Linked DNA regions of Mus musculus: all the other regions are linked to region 6. The links are chromatin contacts, called in public Hi-C and HiChIP or PLAC-seq maps. All regions are on one chromosome and are shown on one strand. The core of a region is the stretch at or near the end of the contact, and the rest is flanking DNA. Distances in the headings are between cores, read along the strand shown. Region 1 has its middle 7.8 kb from the start of Gm52719. Region 2 has its middle 17 kb from the start of Gm40242. Region 3 has its middle 94 kb from the start of Gm40242. Region 4 has its middle 66 kb from the start of Gm40242. Region 5 has its middle 48 kb from the start of Gm52719. Region 6 has its middle 4.7 kb from the start of Gm38545. Region 7 has its middle 4.8 kb from the start of Gm40242.

The links. A called contact is a pair of places that touch in the nucleus more often than the background predicts. HiChIP or PLAC-seq counts read pairs in DNA pulled down with a chosen protein or histone mark.
Region 1: an H3K4me3 HiChIP or PLAC-seq map of embryonic basal ganglia shows a contact between it and region 6, with 2.3 times the contacts expected there. The contact joins two enhancer-like sites. A contact is called at or near these places in 2 of 15 datasets of contacts at CTCF or cohesin (both in embryonic stem cells), 21 of 484 Hi-C or Micro-C datasets (differentiating embryonic stem cells, embryonic stem cells, extraembryonic ectoderm and 4 more), 9 of 115 datasets of contacts at active chromatin or transcription factors (embryonic basal ganglia, embryonic forebrain, embryonic hindbrain and 4 more) and 3 of 9 other capture datasets (embryonic stem cells, embryonic tail and embryonic trunk).
Region 2: an H3K4me3 HiChIP or PLAC-seq map of forebrain shows a contact between it and region 6, with 4 times the contacts expected there. The contact joins two enhancer-like sites. A contact is called at or near these places in 1 of 484 Hi-C or Micro-C datasets (cortical neurons), 9 of 115 datasets of contacts at active chromatin or transcription factors (craniofacial prominence, embryonic basal ganglia, embryonic forebrain and 5 more) and 1 of 9 other capture datasets (embryonic trunk).
Region 3: a contact with region 6 is called in an H3K4me3 HiChIP or PLAC-seq map of forebrain, with 6 times the contacts expected there. The contact joins two enhancer-like sites. A contact is called at or near these places in 1 of 484 Hi-C or Micro-C datasets (epidermal suprabasal cells), 12 of 115 datasets of contacts at active chromatin or transcription factors (craniofacial prominence, embryonic basal ganglia, embryonic forebrain and 7 more) and 2 of 9 other capture datasets (embryonic stem cells and embryonic trunk).
Region 4: a Hi-C map of cortical neurons shows a contact between it and region 6, with 3 times the contacts expected there. The contact joins two enhancer-like sites. A contact is called at or near these places in 2 of 15 datasets of contacts at CTCF or cohesin (the NIH/3T3 cell line and large pre-B cells), 28 of 484 Hi-C or Micro-C datasets (the AtT-20 cell line, the C2C12 cell line, the HL-1 cell line and 12 more), 15 of 115 datasets of contacts at active chromatin or transcription factors (craniofacial prominence, embryonic basal ganglia, embryonic forebrain and 10 more) and 1 of 9 other capture datasets (embryonic stem cells).
Region 5: a contact with region 6 is called in a Hi-C map of cortical neurons, with 3 times the contacts expected there. The contact joins two enhancer-like sites. A contact is called at or near these places in 1 of 39 promoter capture datasets (liver), 1 of 15 datasets of contacts at CTCF or cohesin (the NIH/3T3 cell line), 32 of 484 Hi-C or Micro-C datasets (the HL-1 cell line, the STO cell line, cerebral cortex and 12 more), 13 of 115 datasets of contacts at active chromatin or transcription factors (craniofacial prominence, embryonic basal ganglia, embryonic forebrain and 6 more) and 3 of 9 other capture datasets (embryonic stem cells, embryonic tail and embryonic trunk).
Region 7: a contact with region 6 is called in an H3K4me3 HiChIP or PLAC-seq map of forebrain, with 5 times the contacts expected there. The contact joins two enhancer-like sites. A contact is called at or near these places in 3 of 484 Hi-C or Micro-C datasets (embryonic stem cells and nephron progenitors), 11 of 115 datasets of contacts at active chromatin or transcription factors (craniofacial prominence, embryonic basal ganglia, embryonic forebrain and 6 more) and 1 of 9 other capture datasets (embryonic stem cells).

Annotation. Positions count from the first base shown.
Region 1 is chr4:124,359,413-124,362,432 of GRCm38.p6, reverse strand. No RefSeq gene overlaps it. Among named protein-coding and RNA genes, the nearest start is that of Gm52719, 7.8 kb to the right of the region's middle. Within about 2 kb of position 1,737, at least 8 of the 459 cell types and tissues checked have an H3K27ac peak or open chromatin away from gene starts, as enhancers often do. A contact at or near this core is called in embryonic basal ganglia, where this site is marked.
Region 2 is chr4:124,253,797-124,256,707 of GRCm38.p6, reverse strand. No RefSeq gene overlaps it. Among named protein-coding and RNA genes, the nearest start is that of Gm40242, 17 kb to the left of the region's middle. Within about 2 kb of position 1,322, at least 14 of the 459 cell types and tissues checked have an H3K27ac peak or open chromatin away from gene starts, as enhancers often do. A contact at or near this core is called in forebrain, where this site is marked.
Region 3 is chr4:124,177,333-124,180,267 of GRCm38.p6, reverse strand. No RefSeq gene overlaps it. Among named protein-coding and RNA genes, the nearest start is that of Gm40242, 94 kb to the left of the region's middle. Within about 2 kb of position 1,452, at least 19 of the 459 cell types and tissues checked have an H3K27ac peak or open chromatin away from gene starts, as enhancers often do. A contact at or near this core is called in forebrain, where this site is marked.
Region 4 is chr4:124,205,446-124,208,311 of GRCm38.p6, reverse strand. No RefSeq gene overlaps it. Among named protein-coding and RNA genes, the nearest start is that of Gm40242, 66 kb to the left of the region's middle. Within about 2 kb of position 1,556, at least 4 of the 459 cell types and tissues checked have an H3K27ac peak or open chromatin away from gene starts, as enhancers often do. A contact at or near this core is called in cortical neurons, where this site is marked.
Region 5 is chr4:124,400,147-124,402,860 of GRCm38.p6, reverse strand. No RefSeq gene overlaps it. Among named protein-coding and RNA genes, the nearest start is that of Gm52719, 48 kb to the right of the region's middle. Within about 2 kb of position 1,425, at least 41 of the 459 cell types and tissues checked have an H3K27ac peak or open chromatin away from gene starts, as enhancers often do. A contact at or near this core is called in cortical neurons and forebrain, where this site is marked.
Region 6 is chr4:124,671,375-124,674,448 of GRCm38.p6, reverse strand. No RefSeq gene overlaps it. Among named protein-coding and RNA genes, the nearest start is that of Gm38545, 4.7 kb to the right of the region's middle. Within about 2 kb of position 1,803, at least 48 of the 459 cell types and tissues checked have an H3K27ac peak or open chromatin away from gene starts, as enhancers often do. A contact at or near this core is called in cortical neurons, embryonic basal ganglia and forebrain, where this site is marked.
Region 7 is chr4:124,275,791-124,278,683 of GRCm38.p6, reverse strand. No RefSeq gene overlaps it. Among named protein-coding and RNA genes, the nearest start is that of Gm40242, 4.8 kb to the right of the region's middle. Within about 2 kb of position 1,618, at least 51 of the 459 cell types and tissues checked have an H3K27ac peak or open chromatin away from gene starts, as enhancers often do. A contact at or near this core is called in forebrain, where this site is marked.

The sequences.
Region 1 (3,020 bases), core at 488-2,987, 310 kb after region 6:
AAAGGCAGGATTTGACTTAATTACCACTTTCTTCCTTTTCTCTTTCATTTATTTCTTATCTTTACCACCTTCTTCCTCTTTTTATTACGATTTAATCTCCCCTTCTCTGTCTCTTGCATCAAGGCAGAATTATTAGATCCCTTATTTAAAAACCTTTATTTCTAATACAGGTATTTAGAGATTTCTTCCTATCTATTTTCACATTTCTGAGTATTTTTCCTGCATGCTTGGTGCCCCAGAGGCCAGAAGAGGATGTCAGATCTCCTGGAACTGGAGTTACAGACAGTTGTGAGCTGCCATGTGGGTGCTGGGAATGGAACCTGGGCCCTCTGGAAGAGCAGCCAGTGCTCTTAACCACTGAGCCATCTCTCCAGAGATGAGTATTTGAACCACACAGGAGATCGATTCTCCTCTGAGAGCTGCTTCACTCCACCCCACATACTGATATACTGCACATTCATTATCATTTGCTCAGACCACTTTACATTTTCCTTTGGGGGCATCGCTGGGTTGTGTCGGATATGTAGAAGCACCATCTTCAATTTTGACTTATGTGGAACATTTTTTTAAATGAATATTTCAAGTTATTACTTTTGAGGAGTCTACATGTACCATTGTTAGAGGACATAGTTCGTTAACTCTCAGTCCTTTGCAGCTTATTGGGGTTTATGTTAAGGTCTGATATGTATCTCTTTGGGAGAAGAGTTGCATACTGTGGATGTCTGAGATAAGGCCCCATAGCTATGAATTAGGTAAAGCTGGCTGGTAGTGTTGCTCAGATTTCAGACTTTCTACATCCCTCTTGACTTATGAGAAGGTTGTGTTGAAGTCTCGTTATCAGAACCAATGTATGCCCTATGTATGCCCTACTTCTTGAGGATCTGCTAAAAGATATACCTGTAGTTAGGAGGGTGTGATATTTAAACGAGAGATGTTTGGTCCCTGGTTAGTGTCATTGTTCCAGAGACTGAGGAGGCCTTGCCTTCTTGAAGGCTATACATCACTGGAGGGGAGCTTTGAGAACTTAATGACTGGTCCATTTTGAGTTGGCTCTCTCTGTTTCTCCCCTGAGGTTCAAGATACGGGCACTGCCCATCTTGCTTGTTCTGACTCAGGGGGAAGCAGACCCCATCCTAGCTCTGCACAGTGGCTGTCCGCCAATTCCTGTGAGCTTCAGGTGCCAGTGGAGAGACAAATGACCAGCTCAGCCAGGCTGAAGAGGAGAATTTTGCTGCAAGACAGTGATGAGGCTCCAGGAAGCTGCAGTCCTTGCTGACAAGTTATTTTTGTGTGGGTGAAATGAGCCAATTCAAGCCAGATTATAAGTGGGGTATAGATTTTTTGGGGGGGGAATGGTTATTTGATAGCTCAGGCTGGCCTCTAACTCACCACAGTTTTCCCACTCAGCTTTCTCAGGCTAGTGCCCTAGGTATTACAGGTCTGAGCCGCCACAACCCATTGCTTCCATTAAAGAACATGCTACATTTTTCAAAATTAAAGGTATCTTTTTAGGAAAGGGTCACAAAGCAACGGGAGTGACAGACTGCAGCTTACATCCAACTTCAACCCCAGAGCCTGTGCTCAGCCCCAGGCTCGCTCCTCCGGTTCAGGCCTCTGTCATACAGTGAGAAAGCTGATGTTTAAAGAGGAGAAGGGATTTGTCCAGGGTCACAGAACTAGCAAGCAACTCACAGTAGCTCAGAACTCAGTTTATCTGACTACAAAGCCCTGTACTCTCAACGTGGCGCTGCCTCTGGTGGCTTCCCACCCTCTGACTGCCACTGTTCCTGCACCTTTGACTCCAAACAGAGACCCCTCCGTCACCAAATAATGTGATCAAATCAAACCTTCTTTCCATACAATTAGAAAACATAACAGGTTACAGCATTTAAAAAAAAAAAAAGCAAAAACCTCCAAAGCTGCTCAAAGCTAATTAATTTCTATTACTAGTGAGAGAGGACCCACTTAACATGTCTTTTCTTATTCAAATTACCATTGACGGCACCTGCTTTTTTATTCTTGGGAAATCCTGCTACAATGCGGGTAAATTATGTAAGACTGTAGAATTTATGAAGATAAGGCAATTAGCATCACAAAACCAAGTCCGGGTTACAATTTCTGGGGAATAGAAAGAAGTGTGGTGCTCCCTTAAATGGCCCAGGGAAGTCTCACAGACTGAGTTAATCCCGAGGTAGGCAGGAAAATTGAAGGCTAAACGGTGCCCGTGATGGTGGGGACTGAATTGTCTAGTTCTTTTGGTGACAGGGGCTGTCTGTGCCGAGAAGGCAGAAGCCTGGACATCTCCTGCTTCCCCTGGGAAGAAGAGGGGTGGATACAGGATTCCGGTGGCGGGGAGGAAGAGGAAGTTTTAAGGATTTTTGGTGTTTGGGGTCAAGCAGAGTCCTTCACCTCGGGGTGGGGGGTGGGGAGCACCCGGGATGGATTTTTAAAGTTTTCACTGTGGCTCAGCCACAGTGCAGCTGCTGCTCGACAGGTGCACACTTACAGTGCTTCTGTGAGATTTCAGGCTGCTGGAGGGCTCTTCAAGTCACAGTGAGCCTGGAGAGGGCCTGGAGATCCCTGCCAAGGGTCACAGAGCTCAGGAGGTGAAGGTAGGAGGGGTCGGAGTTCAAGGTCATCCTAAGGTTTGTTCACAGTGAGTTTGGTCCAGCCTGGGCTATCCAAGACCCCATCTGCATAGACCAAAATAAGTAAGTAAGTAAATAAATATACACAAATAATAAATTTAAATAATTCTTTTTATATAATTATGGTATATTTTATTAGATAATAAAAGTAAATAAATAAGTAAGTAAACAAACAAACAAAAGATCCAATGGCACCCTTGAACTAGGAACACTTGATTGAATAGCTAGAGATGCTGTAGCTATGGGGTTTTCTTCTGAGAGTGTGTGCAAAACTTAAGGTGTGGATTATGTCTACTTGCATGTCTGGGTGTACAAGTTCTATTAAATGCTGAGCAAGTTTTAGGCCACTTCCTCTGAATTGGAAGCCAACTT
Region 2 (2,911 bases), core at 73-2,572, 420 kb after region 6:
AACTGTGGCTCAGCTAATAACATGGGGCAGCCATCTGTGAGGCTTCTGCTAACCTAGTCAGGAGTGAGGTGAAGAGCTCAGAGAAATGCAAATGGTTTCGAAGGTTGAGCCGAAGGTCCCCCAAGAAGGCAGGAGTCAGAGATCTCTTGCATTACAGGAACAAAAGCTCTCTCTTGACAGAGCATTGAGAGGAAAAAAAAGACAACAAAATGGGATAGCCCACACTACCATCAGAAAATGCCACATTTATTCACCCAGGAATGTTTACCATGAAGAGAAATAAATTAACAAGTAAACAGAAAAGCAAGCTCCAGACATAAATACAGTGTTTGGGTCTGCGTATAAGTGGAGTGAATGGAGACGGCTTTGCTAATAGACATGGTTTAAAAGAAAGATCACCTTAAAGCACACACACTACTCACACAGATTAGCACACTACCCACCCAGCAGGGGGAGCGAACAGAAACCAAAGTCAGCTAGCATGTAACTGGGTCTCCTGGTAGTCTTGAAAACAGTGAGTTCTCCTACCTAGGTTAAGCACCTGTGCTGGAAAACTTGTGTATTTTTGCTTCTTAAACCTTGTGGTCCCCTGCCTCTGTAAAAGAAATCTGTAAGAGCCTCAAAGTTGAGGATTGCAGGTCATGGATTGGGCTGCCCCTCCCCTCGGGGGCGGGGCCATGAGTGGGCTTGTTCTGCCCCCAAATTGTCTAAAGAAAGGACACGACAGCGGGACAGTGTGGCGAAGTCTCCATTGCAGGTTTGCGGCCTTATTTGTCTGTGCTGGTGCACATACACAACAAATGCACACATGCATGCGCGCTTGTGGCCAAGGACAAACTCCAGTATTCTTCTTCAGACACTGTCTACTTTAGTTTTTGAGACAGAGTCTCTCACTAGGACTCACCAATTAGGCTGGCTGGCTAGCTAGAGAACTAGCGAGGGTCCTTTACTGCCTTTACCTCACCTTGCCTGGCTTTTGGGGGGATCGGGCTCAAAGTCAGGCCTTCCGGTTTAACAGCAAGCACTTGACCAGCCAACCCATCTCCAGTCCCTTGTCTTCTAATTGTTTTAATGCCCATTTTTCCAGAGTTCTGAGAAAACAAAACAGAATATTAAACTTGGTCCCTAAAATGAAACCCTTCCCAGAAAAGGCAGGCACTGCTACATCACAGCGTTTCTCTCCCACTGCACACGACCGTGATTTTGAGAGTCTCAGAGTTCTGACTAGAATCTATTTTGTCATCAGTGGGAAGCTGTAGTGCACCTGTTCACTAAATCAGGACAGGGTTTTGAGTTCCGATTGTCTTGAGCAGAAGAGACCTTGGAAACTGACCAACTGGCTAATCCCTGCGCCTCGGAGCACCCTTCACGTGCCCTGCCCCCAACCCTAACCTCTGGGGCTGCTCAAAAAATAGCTTTTGACTGTGGCCTTTAACAATATGATAATTTATTTAAAACAGATACAGTCCTGAAAGTGACCCACTTAAAATTATTAAAGAGATACTGTGTTTATTTTTGCTGTCCATAAAACAGAAAATGGTTTATGAATATGCAAACCGATCTGATGTAATTAGCATGATTGGCTCCTACCGCACTCTGGTTTCTGTGGTTAGAAGAGTAGATGCAGGAACTAATGAGGTCATGTTAATGCGCCTGTGAAGAGAGCTTCCGCTGTCAGAACTGCGCAGGCAGATGTCTTCGAGAATCTTTGCTTTTCTACAAAAATCACTGAAAGTGGGCTCGCGTGGGGCGAGCTCCTGCCTGTGTGCTGGGGAACCAGCAAATCGGGAGCCACTTTGCCTCCTGCATGCAAGGAGTCCAGAGGAGAAATAAAGGCCGGTGTCCACTCAGCAAATGATTAATGCCGTATTTAATTATCTAGAAAGTCTTCAACAAGTGCGAATAACTGGGACTCCTCTGGCAGCCAGCACATGCCGCACGGTCCCATTAGACAAGCTAACGTCCTATCCCTTGGCCCTTCTTAATTAAAATAAGAGGCAAAAATGTTAATTGTGTACCGACCACCTCTGGGGATTAATCTGCCCTGTTCATTGGGCCCTGCAAACCAGGAGAGCAGCTTGCTTTTCCAGAGCAGAAAGGCATCTCCCCTGAGGGCTGCCACCCCCTTGGTACATTCAGGGCCCTGCTGGGGGAGGGGGCAGGAAGGGCACAGGCAAGGAGCAGGCAGGATGCTTTTTAATCAGAATGCTCGAAGGCATGTCGCAGAAAGCTTCTTAGATATTGAACGGGACGCAGAGAACGCTATGGAGCCTTCCTTCGGCAGCATAAACATACGAACTCGAAAACCCTATTTTCAATTTCTGCCAGCTCCTCTATGGCTCTAAAAATACACCTCACCTCTTTGTACTCCCTCCTGCCAACACACACACACACACACACACACACACACACACACATTTTGTAACAGAAACAAAGAACATCTTGAGAGCTCGCTCAAATGTTAAAAGGGAGGGGTCGGTCAAAAGTGAAGAAATGAGACCTTGGTGCTAATGAGTGGCCACAAATCGCTCTGTAGAAGGCCCGGGATGTGCCAGCTGGGTGGCAACCCTCAGGGGAGATGCCTTTCTGCTCTGGATGAGTGAGCTGCTCTCTTGGTTTTCTGGGGGCCCAGTGATCAGGGAACCACCAAAGGAGACTGACTTTGCTCATTCTAAAGACAGTGAAAGAAAAGGACGTTGGTGACCCATTGGATGATCTGCACTTTGTTCTGAGATTTCGAGAGTGGCCAGGGCTCTAGAATGTTTTCCACCATGAAGGAAGTGAACCTGGATGGTCAGTTTCTCCTCTCCTTACAGGCTCAACCAGAGCCAAAGAGGAGGCTGGGAGAGGGATCATCAACCTTCCGGAGATTCTGAATTCTGCCTCCCAGGTTTGCATTCACCTTCCCTCG
Region 3 (2,935 bases), core at 203-2,702, 490 kb after region 6:
ATTACCTAATTGATCAAATGACTCCACAGAAACAATCAAAACATTAGGGAGGATCTTTTCAAATCCTTGATAGCCATTCTCCTTGAGGGAGTCTGTTCTAGGAGTCATAGAGTACTTACAGTCATTTAAGACAAATATTTAACCCATGATTGAAATTATGCTTACAGAATAAAGGAGGCCTTTTCTTAGTGATAAAAGTAACATTAGAATGTATTGTGCTAAAGCAAACACATGCACGAAGTATTTCAGAACCCTGCTAGAGTTCTAGTCTGCAGAGCAGAAACACTCTGCAGGTCTGGGGTGATGGTGAAGTTGGTAAGGCACTAGTCTTGAAACCACAAGGCTCCCCAGAGTTTGAGGCTCACCAGAACCCTGCCAAGCCTGGTGTTGAGGCTTGTAACACCAGCACTGAGGGCAGTTAAGGTCCTCTGGAGAGCCGATCTAACCTAAATGGTGGGTTCCAGGTCAGTGGGAAACCCTATCTCAAAGGAGGTGAACACCATTCCTGACGATGGCTCCTGAGGCTGTCCACTGGCCTCCACATGCACACATTTACACCCACATACGTGTGTGTGCATGCACATGCATATGTCCCGGTGTCTCCACGGGGACATTGCAGAGGGGGATTGGCATGGTGAGCCTGCCAGAGTGTTGCCGTGCCTTGTCTGCTAACACAAACTCCAGCCTCTCATGGGACCTCATCTTCATGATGGACTCGGCCACATGTCACCTGGTACAGGGCATCTCAGGCACCTGTGTTTCCTGGTGCCTTTCCACTGATCTCCAGTCCAAGAGTCCCAGAAATCCCAGGGGCGGTCAGACTGCTGGGACAGTGAATGGAGAAGGAGACCTTAGCATTTTTGGCCCCTGGGGTACACTTTGGCTCAGAGGATCGAGAAGGAGGCTCACAGTCAGCTTTGGCATAGAGGTGCAGCCCACTGACTGGGAGTAGGAAGCCTTAGTGGATGTTGCTTTGGTTATCCCAAATCCCAGAGCATAATAGTGACTGGGGCTAGATAAGAGCTGAGGACACTTCTCAATCCTCCTAGGTCCTCAAGAACCCTTGAAGTGACTTGAAGGACCAGGCCTAGCTACCAAGGAGACAGAAAACGCAGGGATGTGAGGGGCAGCTGGGACTGGTAACAGAGGGTGTGGGGAGATTAGCAGGGGAAAAAATGGAGGCAGCTAGGAATGGACAGGACAGGGAGGGGTGTTGCAAAGACGGAAGAGAGACCTGAAAATAGACAGAAACTGGCAAGACCTGACGGGCCCAGAGTGGTGTATGGGAAAAATGTATGGAAAGCGCTGATGCAAAGAATCTAGCTGGGTGAGTAAGATGGAGGGGGCGCGGGGACCCGGGCGCCTGGCGAGTCTGGGCCGCTGCTACTCAAACACAGGCGCGGGCGCCCTTTGGAGAAGTCGGCGCTCAGCGGAAACGCTAACTCCGCGGGCAAGAGCAAATGTAAAGAGCCCTGAGAGCACTTTGTGCAAATATCAGGCCGGGAAGTGCTGCGCCCGCGGAGCTGCCGGGCACCTCGGCGCCCCCGCGCCCTCGGCTGCGCGCTAATTCACTTTGCCGTCACCTCCCCGGGCGGGGGGCGGCGGGGCGCGGGCAGACGAAGCGTTCTAAGGGCGCGGGGCAGCTCGCGGGGCTCTGGGGCCGCGGCCCTGCCTAATGGAGCAAAAGACAGATCAGCAGAAGCCGGGCAGGTGCAGCGGGAGGGCGAGCATCGCCAGCGGTAAAGTCAGAGCCAGAGCTGCAGGGAGGACTGACTGTGTCGGGGGTCCTGTCCTTGAATTTGGGGGCTCCCACCTGTAGGTGGTCAAACTCTCTCAGCAAGACCTCCTGAGCCTCTGAGAGAAAAGGATGAGATGGAAAGGGATGCTGGAGAGGAACGAGGTTCCTAAATGCTCAAGGGCAGTTAACCATTTACCACTGTATAAGTGTCTGATGTGTAAATGCAATAATGCTTTTAACAAAAGCCCACCTTACAGATGAAACGGTTAAAGCACAGAGAGAGCCAGTCACCCATTCAGGGTTGCACAGACAGTAGCTCGCTGGTGAACAGTCTCAATCTGGCCTCAGAATTTACTCTCGAGCCCCTGACAGGGATCTGTTTTATGGATGCATTCATTTTTCTTGGGAGGGAAAGGAGGCTCAAAACTCTGGAACTGTGAGCCAGGTAGTGAAGCCTCAAGACACTAAGGGGTCGGCTCAGAAAACACGAGTGTGGGTGGATTCGCGGGACTCCAGTTCAATGTCGTGTTCACCACTAAGATGTTGAGAAATGGATTCAGCCTATGGTCGCGGGCCTATCAATCAACCTCACAGGGTTATTGTAAAGATTTGGTTAGAAAGCGTGCATGAGGAGCCTGGCCCGATATCAGCCTTGGTGAATTTATTTGATTGATATTTACCAAGAGTGGGCTCGATGCTCTTGCAGGAAACAGGGGTTAGTTCCCAACACCCAGGTCTCATGACTCATAACTGCCTGGAACTCCATTCCCTGTGGAACCAATGCCCTCTTCTGGCCTCTGAGGACACCTGTATATACCACTACCATCCCCGCCCCACCCAACACAAATGAAAGTAAAATAAACCTTACAGAAATAGCTGTACTGGGGCTGGAGATGTAGCTCAGTTGGAGAGTGCTTGCTTAGCATACAGGAAACCTTAAGTTCATTCACCAATCTCAGTATAAACTGGGTGTGATGATATATACTGTGATATATACTGTGATATCAGCACTTGAGCGGTAGAGGCAGAGTATCAGACACTCAAGGTTACCGGGACTACATCTCTAATTTTAGGTTAGTGTTGGCTACAAGAGAGTTTCTCTCAAAAACAAAACAAAACAAAAAATGATCTGTACTGGATCCTTACAAAACAGAGATGCCTAAGCTAGAGATCTCACCCCCAATGTGAGTTTGTAAG
Region 4 (2,866 bases), core at 307-2,806, 470 kb after region 6:
AAGAGCACCGACTGCTTTTCCAAAGGTCCTGAGTTCAAATCCCAGCAACCACATGATGGCTCACAACCATCTGTAATGGGATTTGATGCCCTCCTCTGGTGTGTTTGAAGACAGCAACAGTGTACTTATATACATACATACATACATACATACATACATACATACATACATACATACATACATACATACAAAGGAAGGAAGGAAGAAGGGAAGGAGGGAGAAAGGAAGGAAGAAACAAAAGATACCCAATGTTGGTCAAGGATTCTGTTATATCATCAAGAAGAGTTAGCCATAAGGACAGTACTCTGAGATGGTGTGGAAAGGGTTGGTCATCCCTCTCCCTGTCCAGACTCTGCCTCTGGGAAGAACTCATGAAGAACTAACAGTTGACGGATTCCAACCTGGTTAATGACAAGATGAATCTTAGTGGTGAAGAATGAGTGTGTCCTGTATCTGAGGCTTAACGAGTTTCAAGAGTTCCAGTGACTTGTCATACAGCATGAAGCATGATGATGAGAGCCGGGGGACAGGCTGGGACTGGATTCAGGAAGAGTCCCTCGAGGTTCTTGCAGAGCATCTGGAGTTTGTGCTTGTGCCATGGGAGGGCTGTGAGCCGAGAAGTGGACACAACTGTGTAAAGACTTCCTCCAGCTACTGGGTAGAGAATAGGCCTTGGAAATACAAGGCAGGAAGCAGTGATATGATCTAAGGAGCTGCTACTGTGGCCTAGGACAAGACGGTGACAACCGGGGAGCACCTACGACACAGTTGAGGAGGAGAATACGTCTGGGTATAATGTGTGTCGGCCATTAAATACGCTCATTGGTGTGGGAATGGAAAGCAAAGAAGAATCCAGACTATCCCATGGCTTTGCAGGGTGAGCACACCGATGTGGTTACTGACTGAGAAATAGTGACCGTGTATATGTGAATACTCGGGGCAGCACAGGGCAGGGTATGCTTTGCTAGAGATCAAGTTTTGCTTTGAGCATCGAAGCCTTCAGATGTCTACAAAGCCCTCAAGAAGAAACTGAAGTGGAGCAGGTACGTGTGCCGGTAAGAGCACAGAATAGGGCTAGAGAGCATGTTTTGACATCATTAGCATATAGATGCTATTCCAGAGCAAGGCCTGCACTGAGGTTACCTAAGGAAAGAGCCACAGTGGAAGAAGTCCAAACACTGATCCTCAAGGGGTTCTGTGGATCAAGGATCCACAGCCCTATAGATCAAGGGCAGTCTTCAGTCTTGACTTCGGCCTTGGCCCTTACAGGCCGCACGCCCGGCAGGATAAACTGCGGGGAAGAACTGAACCTCCAAGACCATTTTGAAACTAATTTGAATACTGTATGTACATAATTAAAAACAGTTGGCCCCAAAGATTAATAACTCCTTCTACATCTTCCTTTGACAGGCGCTGTGATTTGCCGGGTGGGGCGGGCGGGGCGGGTTCGTTCTGAGTTGTTTAACACCTTCACGTTGCTTTAAGCAAAGTGTGGGGCGGCGACAGAAAATGCCACATTGCAGATGCCTGACTCAGGGACGGGACTCTGACTTCACGCCTCCGATCGAGGCAGAGACTCACTTCTGACGGAGGAAAAGTATTATAAAAATATATATGTAACACATATTCTATTCCTGATTTAGGTCTATAATCTTATGAGCCAGACTGTAATGAATAAAGTTATAATTAGCTGTAGATGAAGAACACGCAGCCGTGTTTTCTAGGGTGCACTTTAGGGCTCCGGTCCAATCTGCACATTTACAAGCTGTGCTATTCTCATCGACTTCCACAGACTCCACTCAGAGACAGAAGAAGCTGCATTATTGATTATAGAGTGTGCATCTCGCTTATCTCTCTACTACACCCTGTGGGGTGTGCAAACACAAGAGGAAGGAACAGCCAGGAAACCAGGAAAACACAACCCCATCCTCACGAAATCTTCCCCCAAATAGCAGCGTGGATGCTTGATCTAGGCCAGAAAACCTCTGGCATATCACCCCCACCACTACCCGCTACCTACACGATTTATAAGTTTGAGCGGATTAGATAGAGATGACCTTGAACTGCTGCCACGTGTGCCGAGAGACCCTAGGCAAGTCATTTCCTCTCTCTGGACCCCGGCTTTCCATCTGTGAAATGAAGCGTGGACCTGATTGTCTTCAAGGGCTTTAACATGTGTTCTAGCCGATGAAACCCAGAGCATGTCACCAGGCAATGTCCTGAAGGACCAAGACCCTTGCTGTCTAAGATCCTGGCCCCTACATACTTCTTCTATATGTTTGATGTAGTCTATAATAGCGTGTGCTGAAGGTTTAATAACTGGCTCCTCCATGTAAAAGCTCTAGTTTGTAGTGTCTACCAATTCCTGCAGTGTAAATGCTACTGCTATGGTGGGTCACAGTACCAGCATGGTGTCACTGAAGACAGAGCTGAGAGGAAAGAGAACATTACCATTTCTGCTAACCAGTCAGCTTTCCAGCCATGTTGGGAGTAACTGCTCAGTTTTCTCCACTGCTCTGGACACATACTAGGTAGGGGCCAACGCTACTGAAGGTGCTAAGGATACTGGCCTTTGGGCCCTTTTCTGGCAAGCAAACGACTACCTTCTCACTATATCTCACGCGCGCACACACACACACACACACACACACACATACACACACACACACACAGAGAGAGAGAGAGAGAGAGAGAGAGAGAGAGAGAGAGAGAGAGAGAGAGAGAGAGTAGGGGAGAAAACACATACATTGGAGTCTCTTTCTTATAGGATGTCAGTTCTATGAAATCAAAATCCCGTTATGACCTGTTAGGCTTTTAATCTGAAATGCAGCCCACGGGCTCTTGTCCTTAGGATTTAGCACTAGTT
Region 5 (2,714 bases), core at 176-2,675, 270 kb after region 6:
GCTTTTACACTTCCATGTATACAGGAGCACATATGTCCCCAGACTTTCCCTCTACTACTGATGCACACATGTGCACAAAGTGTGTGTATCCCTCCCCAGATGTGAGAATATACAAACACACACTTATACCAGCACAAAAATATGGGCTGCCAGTTCCAGTTCATAGTAGCTGCTTCCCGTCATAAAATAAAACTCTGGATTCATCACAGTGTCGTCCCCAGTCCCTGTTCTCGAGTCCTCCCGCCATATAGCTCAAATTAAATAAGAGGGGGAAGACCTAAGCCCAGAGCAGAGAGCCACACATAGAGATCGCAATCACCACACAATGTTGCTGGTTGCAAGGAATGGATGTTGAGCACTGAATGTTAAAAATTGTGTTGAATTAGATAAGAAAATCCCGTGTAGACTTTGTTAATGATTCATAATCAGCTAATAAGCTCATCTTGAGGAGAATAATGATCCACGGACCTGTTGGCTCGTTTATCACTGTGTTTTACAACATTGGCAAAGAAACTAATTAAATCCCCGCATCATTACAGAGAATCCCTTTTAATAGAGATACAATGATGCACTAGAGGCTACAGATTACACTGCAAATTGTACCAGGAGATTTTGGACAGCGGGTTTTAATTAACATGTGAGCCAGAAGCAGCTCGTTTAAATAATAACCGGGGCTGCAACCATCTGTAAAACCGAGCCAGCCAGTAGGAGGAGGTGGGGAACTGAGGCCCTGGGAGGCAAGGGGAGGGTTGGCTGGGAGCTGGGAAGTATTTCAAAGTTAGGGCTCCGGGGGCCAGGAAAGAAACTGAGGCAGGGATCAAACTATATATGGGGAGGTACAAACTGTAGCCACATCAGCTTTCAGAATCGGAGCAGTTGAAGGACCACATCTCTAGCTAGGGAATCTCAAGGCTGGGTCTTCATCCATTGTGACGGAAGGGTCAGGTGGTCTCCTGAGAAACCACTCCCTTCCCATTTAGCACAACAGCCTTCAGAGAAGCCATGCTATGAATGAGCACCTACTGTCTGGAGCAGGTTCTCTGTCTGATCGGTGGCTGGTTCAGCAAGTTGCTGAAACTTGTCTTAGGGCAGGCTGGGTAGGTGCCCTGACAGGGACCCACTGCTTTAGATTTTACTTTGGAGTAGGAGCACACTTAAGGGGCACAGCCTTGGACTCCAAGGTTCTTCTGAAGGCTGGCTTTCAGAGTGGAACGTCAGACTGTCAGCCAGAAGATATACAGAAAGCCAAGTGCACATGAAGGTAGATGGGCCAGGGACGGAGCAGGAAGCTGCTGGCCATGAGTGGCATTCGCCTCCTTGGAAATGCAGCCAATCCATGTCTCAGAGACAAAGACTCATCTCCATGCAGGACGTTCTCATGGAGGGAGTTCCTAAGGACGCAACATTGTCTGAGTCACACAGCAACTGCTTGGCCTTAGTTTGAGCTACTTGTCATTCATTTGTCTTGGCAGTCCCAAAGCCTGGGTGCTTATATGTTTCCTCTTCAGGACTCTTATTTTCCTTCGTCAGTGTTGGGATGGCCCATGGCTATGATCCAGAATCATTGCCTTCAAAGTAGCCTTTCTGACAGTTGTGGGGGAGATCAAGGCAGAAGGTGGGAAGGAGTTCTCCACGAGTTCATGTTCCTCTCTCAGAGAAAAGAAGCTGAAGGCTCCTTCCACTGTGCCTTGTATATTACTCTTTTATTTTTTTTAAAGATCAGCAGCAAAATGATTCATAAAACCTTGGAAACGGGTTTAGCGTAAAGCCTCAAAGAACAATAGCTCATTGTGCTCTGAGACTCCCACCTGATGTTCTGCCAAAGGCGTGACACAGGCTCCTTCTGAGGGAGCTGCACCCCGACAGTCACTCCCAGCTTGCACTATTCCTGGGCTTCCATGGCAACACCAGGAGCATCGGCTCACGCTTGCTCGGCTAGCCTCACTAGCTGGCACAGAACCCTGGGTCCAGGCCTCAGGACCATCCCCAGCCTGGGATGTTGTTGGTAGGTGGGACGTCACTCCTACCTAACACCATGCACACAGGTGCACCTACCTATACATGCTAAGTCCTTTATCTTTGCACCTCTTGAAGCTGAAGTTCTGCACCATCTGTACTGCCTACTCCTCTTAGCCCCATCTGGCTTGGCAGCCACCTGCCTGATGTCATTTTCTTCTGTCCTTGCATTCCGTCGTGTGGCAGAGGACATAAACAATCAGATTAGAAGTCAGAGGCCACAGAGTTCAATATCCTCTCTTTTGAGAGGATGAAGAGGCGTGTGTACAGAGGGGGGAGGGGCCCATCACTCTACACAGCAGTGTGGCTTGGGACGCAGAATTGGTTTTCTTTCTTCCAGGCATGTATCACTATCCTGCATAAAAGATGGTCTCTTGTCACCTGTTCGGTTGCACTTTGAAGTGGCTCAGTTGTTTCCCATGTGGTCTCTGCTTCCCATCGAGCCTCCTTGAGCAGCTCTCCCAACCCCAACAGGGTTGATGCTGGCACCTGCTTTCTGAGCTGTCAGAACCTCTGGCACTGCCTATGTAGTGAGTCATATTTGAGTGCTTCAGATCTGGGTGGGGGAATTGTTCAAGGTTAGCTGGTCTCCCTCACTCATTCTGATGGGGAGGAAAGGAAGGCCCTGGGAGGTGGAGAGGAGTGGCTGGAGGGATTTGATCAGTGGCCCAGCTCTTAGGAGAACAAAATGTTTGAAA
Region 6 (3,074 bases), core at 554-3,053:
GGCATAGAGGCTGTGTGCTTAGGTCTGTGGCCTGGGGGATCACTCGGTGGTAGAGCTCTGGCTTAGAATATGCAAAGCCTGGACCAGAGCCTTAGCCTTCCAAAGCCCAAGTCTGAGACTCTGGAGCCCAGAAGAGGCAGTCCTGGTTGTACATACTTCTGCCTGCCTCCCCTAGAAGGCCAGGCCAAAGGAAACATCGCTCCCGCGGCTCCTGACTCCAGTAAGGAACTGCTTTGCCTTCTCTCCCCAGGCCCTCTGGTATGGCATTTTGGGAAGTCTTGTCTCAGTTACATCTCCTGTCCATCTGCTCTGCCTGACTTGATGGTCCTAGAAAAGGCGATGGCCATATCCTGACATAGGAGGAACACCCAGGTGCTGGGAGGTCCCGCAGTCTGTCCCCGGCAGGTAGAGGCTAGTCTGGAGTAGAACTGAGGATCTAGGCAGGGGGCTGCTGCTTTGGGGGATTTAAGGAAGGTGGGAAGGAAGGCGTCTCAGGTCTTCATTGTCTGTCACCTGATGGCCACGCTCAGATCACCAGTGTTAACGAAACCCTGGTGCCTGGAGGCAGGTGGGTACTCCCCTCCCTTGCCCTGAGCCAGTCTGACTAATTTACAGCTTTTTATTTTTCTTTGTTACCCCCAAAGGCTTCTTTCTGAGGTGACAAATGGTGGGGGTGGGGGTTGGTTTCAAGTTTTCACATTACTGAGTGGAAATAACACCCCATCCACACAACCTTTCTATTTAAAAAAAAAAACAATCAAAAGCCAAAACACAAACAAACAAACAAAAATCAAAAACCAAACCAAACCAAAAGCAAAAAGCAGCTCCTACAGAACAGGCAAGCTTCACCTTGAAAGCACTGAACAAGTCCCCATCTTTGGCCTTCTTTTGCTCAGAGAACTGAAGAGTTCAGAGGAGAGGGCTGAGCAGTGGCAGGGACCACCCCTCTAGAGGTGGCAGCACCTGCCATTTTGCTAAAAGTTAGGGGAAGACCTTCTGTTCCTCCAGCTCCGGGTTTGCATGGGTTCCCATGGCCTGTGGTAGAGTGCAGGACGCGCGGGACTGTCAGCTCAGGGTGAGGAGGGACGGAGTGGGGAGGAATCGGCTCTCTTCCTTAGCTAATTTGATCCTGTAGGGCCGGGACTAATGTCTCTCCCTGAGAGAGGGCTCTTTAGGTAGAGAGGTAGGTGGGAAAACACAGGCTCCATCTGGCACGTAGAGACTGGGGAGGGGGTGCCACCCCCTCCTGTCTTTGGCTGGTAGCATTATAAACTACCCCCTGCCAGGGGCAGATGGCCTCCATGGCAGATGGAGACTAGGCCAGCAGTGGGATGGGCTTCCTAGCCTCAGCCTGGCCTCCTCACAGGCTAATAAGACAACCAAGGAGGCAGTGACAGGACAACTTCCCTCCTCCCCCCCACTCCCGCCCCCATCTCTCCCCTCGCGTGTGTACGGGCACGTGTGCGCATGCGCACCCCCCCCCTTTTTTTTTTTTTTTAAACTAGTCTGTGGAAGAAGTAAGGCGCTCCCAGATAGAGCCAGTGGATATCAAGACACTGTTTACTCTGTAGTTTGGGGTGGCAGGTGCTTAGGCCTAACACTGCCCACCTGTCTGGGTTCCTGATGCTCCGCATCGTTGGTTCTCCAGCGAGGCTGATAGTCTCTGGGGTTGGGAGACTGCTGCCGCTAGAGCTCAACTTGCTAGATGAAGATCCTTTCCTAGGTCCCCAGAGCATGGGCCTGGGCAGCAGCTCCTCCCCGAGGACGCACCCCTTTATTATGCGTTCCTGCCCCCTCGCTGCTCAGGCAGGCAGCGGCCTTCATTAGCCAAGGAGCCGGGGTCTGTTTTGGCTGCCTCATCAGCATCAGTGAACTGCGTCCCTGCGAGATTTGATACAATTTAATTAACCTAATTAAAAGCTCTGATTGCAGAGATGATTGGGGTAGCGCCAGCAGCGACTGCATATTTATAATGAGCTGCAAGGTGTGGGACCGCAGCCAAACGCCACGCATCCTAATGAGCGGGAGCCGGGAGCCAGGGAGCGGGAGAAGGAACGTTTATTTTTGGCAACAATGCCCAGTTCCTCCCTGCCAGGGAGTCAGAGACCCAGGGAGCAGAGACCGACCTGCCCACCACTCTCTTCTGCACAAGGTGAAAGCAGAAATGTGGGCTTTTCCTGCAGGCGGTGTTGCGCCTTTGGACACCCCCCACTTGCCCGGAACTCGGTGCTAGGGTCTCTGTTTGCAGAGTGGGGGTGGGGTGGCCGGGGCCCTTCCGCTGTTTCTCTCCATCTCTGGGAGCTCGGGACCACCTTCAGAGCCGTTCTGAAGACACAAGGTCCTGACTCATTTCCAGGCTCTCCTCTTAAATTTGTAAAAGGAAAGGAGGCCAACCAAGACAAGCTCAAAGGTGAGGCGAGATGTCAGAAAAGGGGTCTGAATGTCCAAGAGTCCCAAGTGAGGATCCTGGGCCTAGAGCAGGTAGGAGAAACAGCAACATAAACTCCCTGCTCATTCTACAAGTTGGAGTCTGGTATACCCAGCTCCTGGCTCCCTCCGAGGACCCTGCCCACCTCCCCTGGACTCTCCTCTCCCACTGCCTCTGTCTAGGGGAAATCTCGGTTTGTCTGACTCAGCGCTTCCGCTGTAAATCACATCTAATAATAACGAGAGTGAGAGCTGAGGCAGAGATGCTGTGGGTGAAGGGACGCACTGCCCAGGTGTTAAGGGGGCAGGGGTCCCTCGGTGAGCTCCAGAAGCCTTCATCAGAGGCCAGGAGGGAGAAGCAGGAAGTGGCCTTCTAGCCCCCTAGTCCCTCCTGTTCTGGAGTGTTCTTTGTATGTATGGGTCATGAGCTCAGCCAGGCTGGCCCAGCCCCCCAAAACTGTGAGCACTGCCAGGACAAGATGAGATTTGTCCCCAGCCCACCTTGCAGACTTGCAGCTTTTTAGCACCCTTATCAATCTTCTCTGTGGGTTTAATCATCTCTCTGTCATCCTGCAGGGCCAGCCCTCCCCTTCTGGAGCTCTTCAGCCCCAGCCCCTCCCCCAGGCACAACCCTCTTCCCTCACCTG
Region 7 (2,893 bases), core at 369-2,868, 400 kb after region 6:
GAAAAGTACCTCCCAGCAGCCATCCCTTTCAATCTCTCTCTCTCTCTCTCTCTCTCTCTCTCTCTCTCTCTCTCTCTCTCTCTCTCTCTCTCTCTCTCTCTCTCTCTCTCTCTCTCTCTCTCTCTCTCTCTCTCTCTCTCTCTCTCTCTCTCTCTCTCTCTCTCTCTCTCTCTCTCCCTCTCCCTCCCTCCCTCTCTCCCTCCCTCCCTCCCTTCCTCTCCCCTTCCTCCCTACGTCTCTCTTCCTTCCCTACATCCATCCGTCCATCTGTCTGTCTGTTTCTGCCTACTTTCCCTTTATCCTAACTCTAAGCTCAGTTGCAGAGAACCCTTGGGGGAAACTCCAGCTGGCCACGCACCAGAAATAATGGATGAGAAAGGGGTCCCAGTGGTCCACCAGTTCCAAGACCCCACGGTGGGCTCCTCTCTTCCTCCCTTTCTCCTGACATTTCGCTACCAAGGATCCCCCACGGCTGTAGGCTCCTGTGTTTTCGTATTTCTCACTGCGGCTGGGCTCTTTCTGAGTCCTCCCTCCCCACCCCAGGTTTGTCTCTGTGGATCCTACAGAGCTGATCCTTGGCAAGGCTGTCAACGCTCCCCGGCACAATATTAGCAATTTAAATGCCTCTTTGCCAGGCCTGATGGAGCTGATTCGGTTGTGATCCTGGGCATATGGATGGCATATTTGCCGCGAGCTAGGTGAGACGCGTCCCAGAAGGACCGCCGCCAGCCCCCCCGCAGCCGCTTCCCCACCCGCTCGCTCCCGGCGGCCGGAGCCAGCGGTCCCTGCTGCCCACTTTGTCTCCACCGGGGGCCCCCGCTGCTGGGGGACAAATCTTTCATTCATGAACGGGAGCTTGTTAGGCCAACTCCGGACTCTAAAGCCACTTAATTAAATTGTGGAAAGTTGCTTGGCCCCGGTGGGAAATTTGCACACAAAGGCACCGGGGTCGGGGCGCTCCCTCCAGCCGGGAGCCACACAACAAAAACGGGCTACACCGCGCGCTCGCGGCCCCCAGCTCTGCACCCCGGCTCCCCTGCCTCCCCCCGCCCCCCGCCACTGCTACGCCTGCAAAAGCGGAGCCCCTCATTACAGGGCGTTTGTTAGGGCATGTTTTCCCAGCGATTCACTGACGGGCCTTTCTTTCCTTCCTCGGCAATCAAGGGCGGCAAGTGGAGGCTGAGAGTCCTCCATGGCCTGATTGCTGAATTTCCAAAGGGAAGAGTGTAAACAGGTACATTGAAAAAGGCTCTTTTGAACAATTATGTAAACATTCCAAACACTATTTGAAAACTTTCACAGTGGAACCGTCACGTGGGGCATTCTTGTTTAATTGTGCGGGGACAATGCTTGCTGGCTGGCTACCCCAGCTGTCTGCAAGACCCTGCGAGGAGACCGCCATGGGTGTTCCGGCTCCCCTGGCCTTACAGAAGCCTGCCCTCGGAGCAGAGGCCCGTCCTCTTTCTTCTGCCCGGGTTTCTTCGGGATCTAGTCCAGTGTTCTGCCCATGGGGTGGGCTGGAAATTCTCGACGCAAGTTGCCTGTAGATGCTCAGTGAAAACTTCTATGCAGAGCAGGCTTTTCTTCAAAGCATTAAAGATACCAAGCAACATTGTTGGCAAGATTCCCCTCCCCATGGGAACGCCCCTGGCTCAACGTTCCCGCCTCTCCTATTCTGTCTCTAGTTTGCTCTCTCTTCTGCCTTTGTTTCCATGTGGCTTGGAGTCTCATGATTCGTTAACTGATTATGTTGCTGGAAGTTGGAAGAATTTAAGTGCCACACGCATATTGCTTCATCTCTTACTTTCTGGGGACACCAGGGTTGCGGCGGCTTCTCATGCATACTTTTTAATCATTTTATATCCAGTCTCCCAGCGTTTGGGATCCATCCAGCCCACAGCTACTGTGTCTCCAGCTTTGCAGGGAATGCCTGGGCGAGCACTGTCAATCTGGAGACTGGGGCACAGCTTGTTCAGTTTTTGTTTCCTAAAGTCTAGTTCTTAAATGCTAGGGAGTAAAGGGATGGGAGTGGCGGGGGGGGGGGTCCTAAATGTTTAACGAGAAGGCATATTACACATATGAGGATCATGGAGACATAGAAGATGTTTATAACAATAAAGTTTTTTAAAAAAGGAAAGGAAGAAAGAAAAAGAAAAAAAAATCAAGCCATAAAATTCTATCTTCACTGTAGCAGCCAGACCAAGAAACACCCAAATTTGCCAAAGGATGGGAAAGGACCAAGTAGGGCCGGGCGTGGGTGGTGGCATATGCCTTTAATCCTAGCACTTGGGAGGCAGAGGCAGGCTGATTTCTGAGTTCGAGGCCAGCCTGGTCTACAGAGTGAGTTCCAGGACAGCCAGGGCTACACAGAGAAACCCTGTCTTGAAAAAAAAGAAAGAGAGAAAGAAAGAAAGAAAGAAAGAAAGAAAGAAAGAAAGAAAGAAAGAAAGAAAGAAAGGAAGGAAGGAAGGAAGGAAGGAAGGAAGGAAGGAAGGAAGGAAGGAAGAAAGGAAGGAAGAAAGGACCAAAAGGACCAAGTAGAAATGAAAACACTTTTTCCGGAGAATGGGAGTCTTTAATGTCCATGTATTGCCTTGTCAAGGCAAGGTTTAAAAATACTGGAAAACGCCTCTGTGCACAGGTGGTTAGATATAAAAGCCACCCCAATAGCCTGCAGAGAGTCATCCACCCCGGCCCGCAGCACCGACTATCCATGCACAGGATTGGGACCAGAGCTTCCGAGCAAATTCCTCCAGTGTAAAGAGAAGTCGAGGCTTATCTGTGTGTGGAGTCCCTAGGAGGCAAGCACAGAACCACAACTACAAGATGAGTCAGAAATGAGGTCGACAGAAAGAGCCATGCTCAATAGGGTCATTTGAAGAGCAGGGGCCAG